2 separate regions of the Mus musculus genome follow, and region 2 is linked to region 1. Evidence: chromatin contacts called from public HiChIP or PLAC-seq data. All regions are on one chromosome and are shown on one strand. The core of a region is the stretch at or near the end of the contact, and the rest is flanking DNA. Distances in the headings are between cores, read along the strand shown.

Region 1 (7,426 bases), core at 801-3,300:
GTACTTTCTGGTTTTAGGGCAAGGAAATGATGTGTTGGGAACCCACTGAAATGGGATGCTACGAATTCCTCGTCCTTCTGCACAACAATGCTCCACTAACTGACCACACCGTCTCAGAAAGATTGGAGATCCTGTCAGAGATTATTTCCTCTATTTGGGGAATCCCTTTCTTTATCCCACGGGTGAACCTATCTCCATGGCCATCACAGAGATCCGCCTCCGCCTCCCGTGTTCCATTTATCCCAGAGTCATTTAATGATCCATCTTCTTCTTCCATGTGCCTGGTGACCTCCCTTTATATTTCAAACCCAGTGCCTTAGATCCTGATCTGAGAAAAGCTACAGAACTAACCTCTGGGTTTGAAGTAGCTGGCGATGGTGGCCATTAGGAGAGCACAATGGCTTCCAGGAACCATCCACAGCCAATATGTATCCCCAGGCCCAGGGTTCCACACTGTCTCCCTCGGTAGCTCAGCTCACAGTCCTCACCAGTGAGGAATGACCTCTGTCTCTTGGTCCCATTTCTACCCCAAACAGAAATGAAATAGTTCAGATCAGCAATTATTCCATGGTTCAGTGGTTATTCCGTGCAAGAGAAGTGGAGTCAGAAAAACCCGAGGTAGCTGGACTAGAAAGGGCACAGGTGCAAGCAACCAACAGGGAAGTCTTTATGTCTCCGTGGCTGTGAACTGGCCTGTGTCTTTGTGATCTATGTGTCCAGAGAACACACAAACATCCTCAATGAAAACACTCCCTAAAATTAGTGATGGGACCGTCCTGTTCTCAGGGCAGCTTCCAGCAACCCTGGCGTGAACTACTGTTATCACCACTGAATGAGGCAATGTCATTTCTTGTCACACACACACACACACACACACACACACACACACACACACAGAGAGAGAGAGAGAGAGAGAGAGAGAGAGACAGACAGACAGACAGACAGACAGAGACAGAGAGACAGACAGACAGAGACAGAGACAAAGAGAGAGACAGAGACAGAAATTGAAATTTCAACCGGAAAGCAACTCCGTTGTAAAATCAGACAGCGACTCGTGGTTTCTTAGAGCACTATCCTTGTACTGTGCTCAGGCGATGTCCAGTAATCAGGAATAAATGCCTCAGAGCCTTTCCCTCACTTCCCCCTTCATCTCCACTTTTTGTTTTCCTTTTCGACACAGGGGTTCTCAGTCCTGCTTTGTACACCAGGCTGACCAGCTAGAGACCCACCTGCCTCTGCCTCCGGAGTGCTGAGGACAGGGCAATCTATTAAAGGGGTGCTACTGCGCTGGACCCTCTCTCTTTACCTCATTCCCTTCCCACTTCAATACTCCCCCCCCCCGCCCCCCAACTCCCCTGTCCACCCTTCTGTCTGTTAAGAGAATCAGATCATGCCTTTAGCCCCAGCCAGACCACTGTAGTTCTTAGGATTTTCTTTTTTAGCCTCCAAGTTTCTTTGGAAGCCCAACTTCCTCCAGTTAAGACTTTTGGGAGCAATGACGGGGTTGGGGGTGGGGCACGCGACCGCATTTTCACAGCTCTTTACGTTTTAGAGCAGTGTTCAATCCGGAGCCGGTGTCGGCAGAAGGGAAGGAGCGCGGCGAGGCCGGCAGAGCAGACCCGAGGAGACCTGGGGGACAGAAGGTGCTCGCGAGGGAGCTTTAGTAAGAGGAGTGGGAGAGGGAAGAAAGTCTGCTTTGGTTCGGAAGTGCCCCTATAGGACGTACATTCTAAGGAAAAAGAGGCTTTCAAATTGGAGGCGAACTTGTTGAAGGTAAGGAGAAAGAGGAGGAGGGACAGCAGGGACCTTAAAGGGGGACAAGAAGCATTGAATGGGAAGTGAATGGGAAGCATGGGGAAACCGTAAAAAGCCCCACCCGCCCGCGAGACCCAGAAGTGAGATCTAGATACCGCTGGGTGCAGGGGATTGGGAGGATCAACTGTTGTAGTCACGTGGGCACATGCGTGCCTCTCTGGTCTCTGCTCCAGCCCCCATCCAGTCGCGCGTAAGGAGGAAGGGTACTTGTGTCTCTTACGCTTCCCGGAAGCCAGTCACATCTTCCCAGGACCCACGGCTTTCCTGGACAGTTCATAGGGTGCATTAGGGCAACAGGTTGGGCATAGGTTGTTAAGAGCATGGCTCCAGCCTAGTCCTCACAGCTTACTGGAGAGTGTGACTCTGCCACTTGGTGGCGGAGAGCTGGAGCGACAGGGCTGGGGACTGGCAGGATTGCTTTGGCGAAGATGGTTCTTCCGGGTTCCCCAATGGACCAGAAGATCCCCTTCTTTCCTTTTGCCAGATTGGCAAATGGTGTTCTCAGCTTGCTCCACTCTTGGGTTCATCGCACCCCAGAGGACGCCCCGCCGAGGCGCAGACGGGTTGGTGTCTAAATGGAAAGAATTTCAGGTTTGTGGAGGTAGAGACAGGTCGCTGACAGTATCTAGGAGAAAAGCGTGCCTATCCTGGTATCACCCACTCTGCAACGTGACATCCATCACCCGGTAGCTCTCGCCACTCCACGGGTGCCGACTAACACTTTCGGGACTCCCAGCTTCTCCTTTCTCCTCTGTCTTCCGCCCCACCTCAACAGTTCCGTAGGCTCTGACCGGTCTCCTTCTCCCAGGAGTTGACCACCCCAAAGCTGAACACTGAGTCACCTCTTTCTACCCAACCGGTTGGAGCAGCCCCAACTTATTGACTTCATGGTTCAGCCACGGACAAAACTTTGTTTTATTTCTCCCCAAGGATATATTTATTTTAAAAGTCAGCCTCCATATTTTTTTTGCAAAAATATTGTGAAGGGAAAATTCAACCTGCCAAAACAAATGGACCCTGACCCTTTTCTACCTCGGTGTTTGAAGGGTTTCATTTCACTCTAGCTGAAATGTACTCGTGGTAGATTCTCTTGGTACATGATTCAGATGCCCTTGCTATTGGATGGGAATGGGAAGGTGTGTGTGTGTGTGTGTGTGTGTGTGTGTGTGTGTTTACTCCAAGCAGGACACTGCAGTTATCTGGGTCCTGGGTAGGGCAAACAGCTTCATTTCCTTTATAGAATTTTCCCTTGACTGCTTCTAGTTCCTGTTTTTATTTTTTTATTTTTCTCCTCAAAAATAAAATTTCCTCATGAAATAATTTAAGACAATTGGGACCCATAGGATCCTTTTAACTCTGATGAATATTCTTCTATGCCTGGATTAGACAGCAGCAATCAAGTCCAGCCAAAAACATTCAAATTCTATTTTACTAATCCCGACTAAAGGGTGGTGGTGGCCGCTGCAGCAGTGGTGTGAAGTAAAGGCAAAGAGACTACTTTTGGGAATGGGGGTGCCCGTATAAACCCAAACCTTGAGAGAAAGAAAACACTTTTGAAGGCTTACTAGTTTGTTAGCTCTTCATACGATGTTCACTCCTGACCGTGCCCATAGAACCTCTTATTGAACCATTTGTTCAAAAGTGAGAAGAAAATGCTTCAAACACGTTTGTGCCTATGATAATGGCCCATTCCACAGGGCAGTGTCATTTATAGTGTTAATTCCAACCCGGTCTGGAGACAGTGGGCTGGCTTTGTAGGCACCAGGAGCAGGTCACATTTCAGGCAATGTTTCTTGCCCACCCGGTCCAACTCAGTTTCACACACCTCTGATGTGCGGTTTGTGTGTTTGCAAAAGGGGATGGTATTCATTCCCTCCCTCCCCCTCCTTCTTTCCTCCTCCCCCCTCCTCCTACCCCTTTGCAACCCGGAAGAGCTCTGCTGTCTACACTGAGCCAAGGGAGGCAGAGGGGAGGGGGCTCTTAGCAAGGATTCACATCAGCCAGGTTTTACCTCTGGCTGGAAGCCTGGCTGAGATGCAGTGAAGCAGCCGCCGCTGCTGTGGGAGCGTCAGCAACAGTGAAGTCTGCCTGTCATTTCTACCTTCAGATCTCCAGCAAGGCGGGTGGAAAAAAAACAAAAAAACAAAAACCAAACCAGCTGGCCTTCAGGAGAGAGCTGCCCTGGTCAGTGAGTACATAGCTATCTCCTTTTCCTCTGTTATCCTTCTCCTTGATTCCCATGGCGAGAATTAAGAGGAGGTCTCCGCCATGGGGATAGCTGCCTCTGAAAGAAAGTGAACCAGACCCCAGCCCTTTATTGTTCTTTCTGGGCACTGGAAGTCTTTGGCTTTCTGCAGTGACCTTGGGTGATCATGGTGTGGAAGTGTGTGGATGCCCTTGTTTGGAAGAAGGAGCTAGCAGAACTTGGGGTGCAAAGAAAAACTGAATGGGGGGTAATAAGAGCTGCTAGAATGCTTGGGAAGAGCTCTGCGTAGATGCTTTTCACTGTCAGGAGAACAGGACATTAGAGGAGCTAGCCCATCTACCCAGGACAGAGCATTCTCTAAAGGTGGCTGCAGTGCCCAAGTGTCAATGCCATGTTTACCTTTCCCTGCTTTACGAGCCTTACATGGTTAGGCTCATTGTCTGCATATCATTGAAGAAACGTGCACTGGGAGACAAAGTTGGAGCCCAGATGTGTCAACGTCTGGCAGCCCCCCAGGGTAGCTGGTGGTTGGTAGGCACCCTTGTTTACAGAAGCACCCCGAGGTGGGAGAGAAACCCAGCTTCCCAGAGAGTGTGACCAGGGTTCTGTGCAGTGAGAAAGCAGAGGGGATAAAATTTGGATATTTTTCCTGGGACAGCAGACCAGCAGACCTCCAGTTCCAATATACCATTCAGAAATAGAACACACACACACACACACACACACACACACACACACACACACACACACACACAGGATAATGTTAAAATGCAAGGAAAGGAGAGTCTGGTGAATCTGAGATATGAGCAGAGCCGTTGCTTTATTATTTTTTTTAAAGGCGATTTCTTTAATAGAGCAGGGTAACAAACTGACAGGTGTGATTCCATCCAGAATAGGAATGAAGTAGCTGTGCCCGCTGGACCCCTTGCTGTAGGTGTAGTTCCATATTTTTTGACATCTCCTCCCCTTATAGACCACACCAGGACCCTGAAATCACAGTTTGAGAGACCCAGAATTCTGAAGGGGGACAAATAATGAAGGTACCCTTTGTGCAGCCCCTCACTCTTCCGCAGTGGTGGTAGTGGGCTGTCCCCCCAGCGGCAGGTTATTTCTAAACAAGAAGCTTGGCTGCCCAAATCGCTATATGTGGGGAAGAGGGCTTCCTATAAAATGAGAACAAAAATGTTCTCTATCAGTTTGCACTAGGTCTAGATGTAATTTCTGTCCTGCTAGAACAAGACTCATGCAGGCATCAATGAACTCTGTTTACTGATTGATTTAGCATTAGGATTTAGCAGAAGGCCCAGCTTCAAGGTTCAAGCCAGTGGCTCAATGCGGCCTAAGGTTTCTGGCTCTGGGACACAACAGGGCATAGAGAATAGCATGCATGGCAGTGGTTGACATCACCTTCTACATAATTGGTCTTTGCTAGCAGCCCCAGATTCTCTAGTCCTCTTCTGTTACAATCCAAAGCCCAGGGCAGGCGATCTGCATTTTCCTTTATTTCCTATGTTGACTCTGCCTTCTTGCAGAAAATGTGTAGTGGGGTTCAGGCATAGGTGGAGTGAAAAGATGGGTGCAAGCCTTAGGACAGGTAGTGTCCTTCTGTGTGTTTGCCAATTGCCCAAAGCCACACAGAAAGGCCAAGGAAGTTGCAGGTGTATGGAAGTCCTAAGGCTTCCATCTTTTTTGACAATTTGTGTGCCCTGCAGTGAAGACTTTGATAGAGAAATAAGAATTCTGACCCCGTGAGTAGGACCGAAGGGGAAACCTTCTGTTCTTTAGCCCAGGGCTATTTTGACTCTCTCTTGGCTACCCCGAGGGTTGTTTTATTCTTGATGGCTAAGCCATTTCACACTTGAATATGTGTTGCTTTCCAGGTATGCCTTTGAGTACCAATACAATAGTTCTGATCACCCTTCCCCATCAACGGTTGGAATAACCCCAATAACCCAGGAGGTTCATTAACTGTGGGGGAGAGAGCACCCTTTGCTTCCTTTGGTGGTCGATAGGGGCTAGGGTGATGTTGAATGCGTGTACAGTTAACTTGGATGATGACAGGCCGGTTGCCAGGTGCTCTCAGAGGTCCGGGTTTGTCCAGAGGAGGGGGTCTGCCAGGAGCTAGTGATGGGTAAGCACTTGGTGGTTGCTTTATTTTATGTAACAAATGGCTGGAGCTCAGTTTGCTGGGGTCGCAGGCTGTGGAGGGTGCCTCAGTAAGCCCGGACCTGGACCGGAGAGTTCCAGGCAGGCCGGCAGGCCGGCAAATAGTAGCTCTGGGCAAAGAGCCCATGATGCCGGGAAGTCTGAGCCAGGCATAACCACGATCTTTTCTATAGGCTCACCATCGCATCCAATGACACTAATGATGATTCCTATTTAAAAAAAAACAAAAACAAAAACAAAAACCAAAGCGGCCTCTGCTTGTCCCAGGATCTGAAGCAGCTCTCCTCCCGCTTTTCTACCTTTGCTGTGAAGCCCCCTCATCCCTCGACTATGGTGGATTGTCTCTCCACAATCAGTATTCCAATTCCTTAAGCTAATCTGGAGACACAAAAGTCCCACATCGACAAGATAAAGCCCACTTTCTCCTTTTGAAACCACCAAAGCTTCAGAAGAGAGTAGGCTGATGATGCAGGCAGGCACTGGGGACTGGGGAGCGCCTTAGCTAGCCCGGGGAACCTAGAGGCCAGGTTGAACCTGGGAGGTCAGCAAGGCTGGCTCTCCTCAGTTTCACTGCATTTTCTTTAAGATGAAGGGGCCTGTGTGTTTGTTTAAGTGGTCGAACCCCAACCACCTGGCTCGGGATTTTCTTGGATGCCGTAAGCAATTCTAGGTGCTTCAAAGGTGGGGCCTGGGGCTTCACTGGGAGCAGGCCAGGTCTAGAGGCAGCGAATATCCTACTGAAAAAGATTGATGCCAAAGGGCAGGGAAGCGGCTCCTGGAGCCGGCACTTCCCAGTGGGTCACCCTCATCCCTTCCGCTTTCCCACGGTCCCTCCACGGATAGCTAGAAAGTGCACACTCTCTTCTTTCTGGAATAGTTCTTTCTCTTCCTGCCCTAGGCTTAAGCTCCCTAGTCGCCACCTCCAACGCATGTGCTTTGTTCAATTCGAAACCAGAAATCCCCGGTCTTCTCCCTGTCCGCCTGCCCCTTTCCGCTTCACCCCTATCTACCCCCCCCTTTAAAAAATCTCTTATAATCAGGGGTTTTCTCAAGCGGGGAAAATAGTATTGGCTGAGGGAGGGCAAGAATCCTCCGAAGATGAAGGAGAGGGCTGGGCTGGGGGGGGGGCGGGGGCGGAGTGCGAGGTGGGTTATTGCCCAGCGCTTCTCTTCTCTGGTAGTTTCCACGTCGTTACCTCGCTCCTCCTGGCTTGGGCAGCTTTCCTCCGGTGTTTTAAAC
Region 2 (7,128 bases), core at 1,934-4,433, 200 kb after region 1:
TTCATGTCAGGAGTGAGTTTCTCTGAAAAGCTGAGAGATGTTTTATGTTTTCTCAGCTGTATGGTTTTTAAGACAGCCTTGGAATCATTTATTGGCATTTCTCACTGAACTTTTGTTTTTATAGGTGTGTAAATGTGTTATCGAAGATATTTTGGCTTTTCCAGAGAGTCAAGTTTGTAGACTTCAGTTAAGGAAATCTGCTCCCCGGCTTTTTTTTTTTTTTTCCTCTCTTTCAAACTTGTTTTCTTGAAAGAGATGGAATGAGGTGGTTGATAGGGGCTCTGGAGTTTTGCACTAAATTCTTTGACCTCATTTATCTTGCTTGAGGTTGTTTGCACTAAAAAAACTAAAATTCCAGCACTTCTGATGAGACATTTCTTTCTGTTTCTTACCCCTCCCCTCTGGCTATAGCACATCTAGACCTCCCCCACCCCACCCCTGCTTGGTTCAGCTGTCTCTGGCCACATGGTGTAAGCAATGACTCTAAAACCTGGTTACTTGTCTGCATGTTGGGGGAGGGTGCAGGTTCTGATTTCTGGGCAGGGGCCTAAGGATGCATGCTTTAACATCTTCATCCTGGTCCTTCTGCAAAGTGAGTCTGAAAACCTGCTATGTAGTAGGCATGGAAACAGATGGGGTGGGAAAAGCAGCTTTGGTCCAATTGTCCAGTGGTTCACTTACAGGTAGATTACACAGACGTTCATCGAGCACCCACTATGTACTGGCATGAGGCCAGGCAGTGAGATGCTGAAATGTATAAGATCCAGCTCTGCCTCTGATGTCCTCACCCTCTAGTGAGGCGGGCAGACGTGTAAACAGATACTTTCCATTTCATGCGGTTGTTCTGAGGCAGAATTGAGGAGAGCCTGAGCCAAGTTCAGCGTTTGGAGAAGGTTTTTCCGAAGACTGACTTTCTGTGGGCCTGGAAGACACTGGGGACGCATTGGTAGAAAAGTCAGGTGTGTGTGGGAGGGGGTCCTGAGGGGCATCTGAGAAGGATGTGAGAACAGTCCCAAGGGACATCTGAATACTGAGTCAGGGAGACTTGTTGCAACACTTTGGATCTCTCCTTAATCTTCTTTGTTTTCCTGGAGACTTGGAGCATCAGGCATCAGTGCAGGAGAAGAAACCAAAATGTGAGTGTTAGAGTAGCCGGGGCAACGTAGCAACGTATGCTTTGTGCTGAACCAGCTTCTCTGTCGAACAAAACAGAGGCTGCTATTGTTTCCTGGGTGTGGCTAGGGTTCTATAAGAACATACAAAGTATGAGATGCTCAGTTCCAGTCTTGGAGCTCAGTCTACCGCATGTTCCTTTAACCCACAGTAAATTGTCTGTGGCTGTTAAATATTTGATAAAATAATTCAGAGGAAGGCCCTTTCTTTGTAGATGGCTAAACTAATCAGGATTCAGAGGAAGGTCCTTTGTAGGTGATTAAGCCAGGATTTAATACAGCAAATAGAACAAGTGGGATATATTCAACAGAAAAATCTAAAGTGGAGATGCAGCTCAGTTGAGAGAATACTGTCCTAACATTCTAAGGGCCCTCAAGTCAACCTCTAGCACCATATTAGTCCTGGTGATGCACATGACTGAAATTGCAGCATTCCAAAGGTGGATCAAGTGGATACAGAGTTCAAAGCCATCCTCAGTCTCAGCCAGTTCACAGCCAATGCGGGCTACAAGAGACCCTGCCTCAAATAAACAGAAAGGACTTCAACACAGAGAATTTGCCATTCGCACATTCTTTTAACAAACCCCAACTGTTACTCCACAGCTAGAGTGTGTCCTCCCTCAAAAGACTGTGCCTCAGTTCAGCCTAGGCAAGGGGCACAAATACTGTATACATCTCAGAGGGTAGTGTGTGACAGAAGCATGACAACTGATGATGAGTCCCTGGTGTAGGTTGGTTGGTCAACACTTAGTTGCTATGGTGGTGATTATGAACATCATCCTTAGGAAGTATTCAGGAAGGATAAAGAACATCAGTGCGGGTAGGGAAGACCCTCCAGAGCCAGGGGCAATGTGAAGGATGAGAAGGAGATGCAAGGAATCTCCACCCACCCTGAAATGTTTTCTTTTCCTAGACTCATAGGCTGTCAGGATGGGATATGATATGAGGGTGAAAACCTCTTTATTGATCTGAGATCAGCTTGCCCTGCAGTGCTGATTACTCTCAACCCTCGTTGGCTATCCTTTACGAACCCTCACAAGCACAGATGGAATGGGAGGTCATGGAGAAGATTTCACTAAGAGCAAAGCAAAATAAAAGCACCAACTTTCACAGGACTCAAACATAAATAGCCCTACATATGACTAATGAGGTCAATGTACTTACGTAATTTTTAAAGTCATTTTCCAAACAAAAACTAAAGTATGGGCCAGAGAGATGGCTCAGAGAGTAACAAGCACATGGTGGACAAGCCTGGAGTCATGGGATGGGTCCTCAGAATCCTGGTGTCCATGGAAAAAGAGAACAGAGCCCACAAAGTTGTCCTTTACACACACACATCTTGGAGTGCAAATGTTCCCCACACTAGTGATACATAAAATTTAAAATGAAAGGTAGAAAAGATACAAAACCCATATAACATGTGTTACCCAGCGATACATGAACTACAGGGTGAATAATGTAACTACACTAGGCTGGAGGAGAACGTTGCTCAGCAGCGATTCCTGGAGCTTTCCCTACGCCACATCGAAACCGTCATTCCATCCTAATGGCAATTATTTCTGTGCTTTTCTATGTAGTTTTATCACCAAAATGTGCTTCTCTAATCTAATTGCCCAAGTTGAAGTTTCATTGTGTGTGTGTGTGTGTGTGTGTGTGTGTGTGTATATATATGATGTAGTCTTTTGATTTGTGAGGAGTTTAAAAGCTTACTGAGAGAACTTTCACAACACTTATGGGAACAGAGTAACCAACCCTGATACAAGAACTCTGGCATAGGGCTGGTGTGGTTCATGAGGTGAGACTAGGATCTTTGTCCCATGGCTTTGGCCTCTTCGCCCATTTTCCTCCATCTGGCATCAGTGAGCCACTAAAAGACCAGGAGAGATTTGGACAAATGTCTGTTAGTTGCTGTAGAGATAGGTGTGAGAAGGAGCCCTAGGGAGGCCAAGACCTTTGCCACCTCAAAAAAACACCTGCGGATCTTTCTGACAAAGTGACGTGACACTTTGGGGTTTTCAGTCTGCCTCAACACTGGAACTACAAACCACAGGACCTTTAGGCTGAGGGTGGGGACACCCAGAAAAGGGCAGCCCTCACCTTTCCTGTTGAAGTAAAGAGTCGAGAAGAAAAATGTTTGAAAATACGAGAGAACAAGAGAAGGCTCAGTCACCTGTGGGAAAGACAAAGCAAACAAAACCAGGAAGGATGCTCTCTGGTAGGACTGGACATCTGTGAGGAGTCTGAGGGACTGCTAAAGAGGCTAGCATTTGTGAAAGAGCACTGGAGATACAGTTCACCCTTTTGGCTGAGCCTGCTAAGTTCCAATGAAAAACTAAAAAAAAAAAAAAAAAGAATAAAAAGAAGTTTTTGGCTGCAGCAGACCTACAAGACGTAGCATGAGAGGGGGAAAAGAAAACTCGACTCCAAACACCAAGCTTGTATTCTCTCTGTGTGGGCAGAAGGTTTTATTACCATTATTTTGTATTATTTATTTCATACATCATTAAAATCCTTTGGCCCTTTCCCGAAGTCAGCGCACTTAAAACAAAATAATGTGGAAGGAAAACACTAAAGAAAAATACAATTTTGATTCTGTGTAACAAGGTGCCGTAAAAGCGTGGGCCAGGCCCTTCTCCATGGATCTATCTAGCTGGCTTTAGAGAAATGATTCATACTGCTGAAAAAGTTTGTGTCTTCCCTAGCTTGGAGAAAAGTTTGAGCATCTAAATCAAGAGGTGCTTGGAATACGGAGCGTACACCGTTTCTGTGGCCTTGGGCAAGGAGTTTAACCTTTGGGTGCCTCAGTTTCCCGCTCTGTAAAATAGGGATAATGAGACTTAATGACCTCATCATGCTGAGGTAAGGATTAATTAGTTGATGTTTGTAAATGGCTTTGAAGCCAGAAAATGCTACAACAGAGCTAGGCATTAGTATTAATAATACATTTCAACTGAGTTAATACTTGTATCGGCTGTCTTGGATTTCCCTGGCAGTTTCATCTGGGGACTTACTTTTCAGCCTCGCTCATTAAAATGAAATAAAAAGGAACGTTGCTGGCAGACAGTAGCTCTGGTCTTCGGCACAAAGATGAACTCATTCCTGCCCCGAGTGAAAGGATATCTTTTCTAGGGTGCATTCAATAGGAATCTCAAATGTCAAAACGGGACTGGAGGCACAGTGTGATTTCTTAGCAGCTCAGACATGTAAAAGATGCTGGTCACACATACAAGAAAGAAGCTTGCAGATCTGGGAGGAAACCACTTTCCAGAATTGATTCGATTCCTATGGTTTGGAGCCAACCACAGAGTGTCTTATCTGCCCTCTGCCTTAAGTTGTTTTTCACCGTCGGTCCCTTTTTCTGGCCTCCACCCCTTCCTGTGCTAGGTCACTTTGGGCTGTGTGCTATATGTGAGTGTTAAGTCTCCTGTGAGATCCATGATCATCTCCTTCCCTCTAAGTCATGTTAGAAAAACCTTCTTATTTTGTCCAACTGAACTCTGACCCCTCACCATGACGTGAATATTCCAGTGGGCGGGTAGCGCAACAGAGCCCCTGGCACCTAGTAGAAGTTCAAGGTGTATCTATCTAGTTAGAGCTGGATCTTGGAGACTTCCTGAGTGTCTGATGTTGAGAACCTAGAAAAAGTATGTCAACTGCACAGGATGCGAATGCCCAAGTTCACTTCCAAAGCCCAGGCTTCCGATTAGCCTTTGGTTGGCTAAATAATTGTATCAGTCTTATTTCTGCTACCATATCAAGATACTAGAGGCTTGGTAGTTTCTAAAAAAAAAAAAAAAAGAGGTTTATTTATCTGAGAGTTCTGTGCTTTCAAGGGTGTGGTCCAACATCCAGCCAGCTCTGGGGAAGCTTTCTTGATGAAGGAGATATTGCAAGAGAGACAGGATCGAGCAAAGACCAAGCTTCTTTTATAAACAAGCTGCTTGCTAGAACTAATTCAGGATCCCATGAGAACCCCACTAATGCCTTCTTAGGGTGATATCCTCAGTGAGTCAATGACTTCCCAAAGGTCCCACCACCTCTTAACACAAAAAGGCAAGTGTTGAGTGACATAGTTAAAGCATTTCTAACATACCGAAATGATTTCCCACAAGGGATGCTGTGTTTCTAGCATTATCTAATTGTCCCCCTATTCCGTGGCTGTCAGTGAAGACCTCCTCTTGGCTCCATCAGAACTGTGCAGAGAACTGGTTAGAAGCACAGACACTCAGGCTCAGGTTTGAGAAACATAAGTTCAAGTTCAGGTGCCTCTTGATCAGTGAGTGCCTCTTGTAGTCTGTAGCTATACAGTTGGGCAACAACAAAACTGATGTCTGAGTGGTCTTGCAGTTGGTAAAGGCCTGAGAGGGAGAGTAGACTCTTTCCTTTACACTCTATCCCCATTTCCGTTTCCCAATCATGGGGTACCTGGCTAGCCCTTCCCATACCTTTCCCTCTGACTTCTCAAGCCAGTTGGAAGCTCCACTGAGGTAAGAAACCACATCTCTGTGTTTCTGGTTCTGTTCACTAAAGCTCTCATGATCCTGCGTGCTCAGGGCCCCTCATAGGTGGGTCACCACATGGCTTACGTAGCCCGTGTGTGACTCAGGACCAGTATGTAGTGATGGGAGGGGAAGGAATTTGAGAGCCCTTCTGTTGGATGATGAAGGTAAAGTTCTGGTTACCAAGAACTTTGTGAGAATATAACTTGTAGTCATCTAGCAGATACACTTGAATTTATATTTATTTGAATTTTTTAATGATGGATGTGCATGTGTGTCTATGTGTTGGTATATGAACATGTGAGCAGATGTGCCCTCAAAGGTCAAAAGAGGGAGTCAGGTCTCTCGAAGCTGGACTGATAGTAGATTTTTTTTTGCCACTTGGTATTGGTGCTGGGAACTAAACTCAGATCCCGTACAAGAGAGTCCAGGCTCTTAATCGCTGAGCAATCTCTCTAATCCCATAGGCATTATCTTTTAAAAGGGCCATGCTTGGGGTTGTGGAGATGGCTCAGCTGGTAAAGAACGTACCATGCACATATGAGAATCCTAGTTCAACCAGCAGCATCCATATAAGAAGCTGGAGATGCTGGTGTTCCCTTGTAATCCCCATGCTGGGAAGCAGAGATGGGAGGATGCCTTACCAGCCCATCCAGCTGAACTGGTGAGTTCCACGTAAAAATCAGAGATCCTGTCTCACAAAACCATGTTGCTCGGCTCCTGCAGAACCACACTAGAGGCTAATCTCTAGTCTCCATAAGCAACCATGTGAGCTGCCTCACAGGCATACAGGGGCAGGTTTTACAGGGAACACTGAACAGTGGTCACTGGGGAACTGTCTTCATGTGCTGAATCTCCTTGGCAACTCTGAAGCTGAGCTCTTCTTGGTCTTGTTAGACACACTACCTGAATTAGCACGAGCAGACAATCACTGAATGTTCACTCTATGCTATGATTGTTCTGAATCTTCATCTTTGGCTCCTCGGGCCCTCTGCCGAAGTCCTGGGTCCTTGACTTTTGGAAAGGCTTATGATTTAATTGTGAGAACTCTGGGTTTCCTTCAGCAGATTCTAGAGCTGATTTAAGTAATTTGGCTTGGGGTAATTGAGGCCCAGGGGCTTGATACTGCCCTTTGAGAAGGATAACTAGCAGGCACGGTGATGGGGCTGGCTCCTGTTGCCCTGTATCTCACTGTCTGCCAGATTCCCTGGTGCCAAGCAATCTTAAACTGATATCCCAGGGATAACAGTAATTAGGATCTTCAAAGTACTTGGCAAACATTCATTAGCCGCTCCCATGGAAGAGAAGAGAGAAAGGAGGAACAAATAACACACAATCACTCCCATTTTGCAGATACTGAACATCAAGGCACAAAAAATGATGTCTTGCCTAAATCCATACTTTAAGAAAAGCCAGTGTTTGTGTGTGTGGTGTATACACACAAATTCGTGGGAAAG

What was found. HiChIP or PLAC-seq counts read pairs in DNA pulled down with a chosen protein or histone mark.
Region 2: a contact with region 1 is called in a Foxp3 HiChIP or PLAC-seq map of regulatory T cells, with 6 times the contacts expected there. The contact joins the enhancer-like site here to the promoter of 9230102O04Rik in region 1. A contact is called at or near these places in 5 of 39 promoter capture datasets (the 3T3-L1 cell line, 3T3-L1-derived adipocytes, liver and 1 more), 5 of 484 Hi-C or Micro-C datasets (CD4 T cells, CD4 single positive thymocytes, LSK cells and 2 more), 8 of 115 datasets of contacts at active chromatin or transcription factors (CD8 T cells, the SCID.adh cell line, bone marrow-derived macrophages and 4 more) and 2 of 9 other capture datasets (adipose tissue and liver).

What each region holds. Positions count from the first base shown.
Region 1 is chr2:9,884,164-9,891,589 of GRCm38.p6, reverse strand. 9230102O04Rik (RIKEN cDNA 9230102O04 gene) reads left to right here and starts at 2,050. Exons shown (of 4, transcript NR_040511.1): 1 at 2,050-2,378; 2 at 3,923-3,999. It overlaps 4930412O13Rik (RIKEN cDNA 4930412O13 gene), which reads right to left. Exons shown (of 5, transcript NR_024257.1): 5 at 4,823-7,426. It also overlaps a transcript of Gata3 not described here.
Region 2 is chr2:9,685,781-9,692,908 of GRCm38.p6, reverse strand. No RefSeq gene overlaps it. Among named protein-coding and RNA genes, the nearest start is that of Gm13218, 96 kb to the right of the region's middle. Within about 2 kb of position 3,183, at least 27 of the 459 cell types and tissues checked have an H3K27ac peak or open chromatin away from gene starts, as enhancers often do. A contact at or near this core is called in CD8 T cells, the SCID.adh cell line and regulatory T cells, where this site is marked.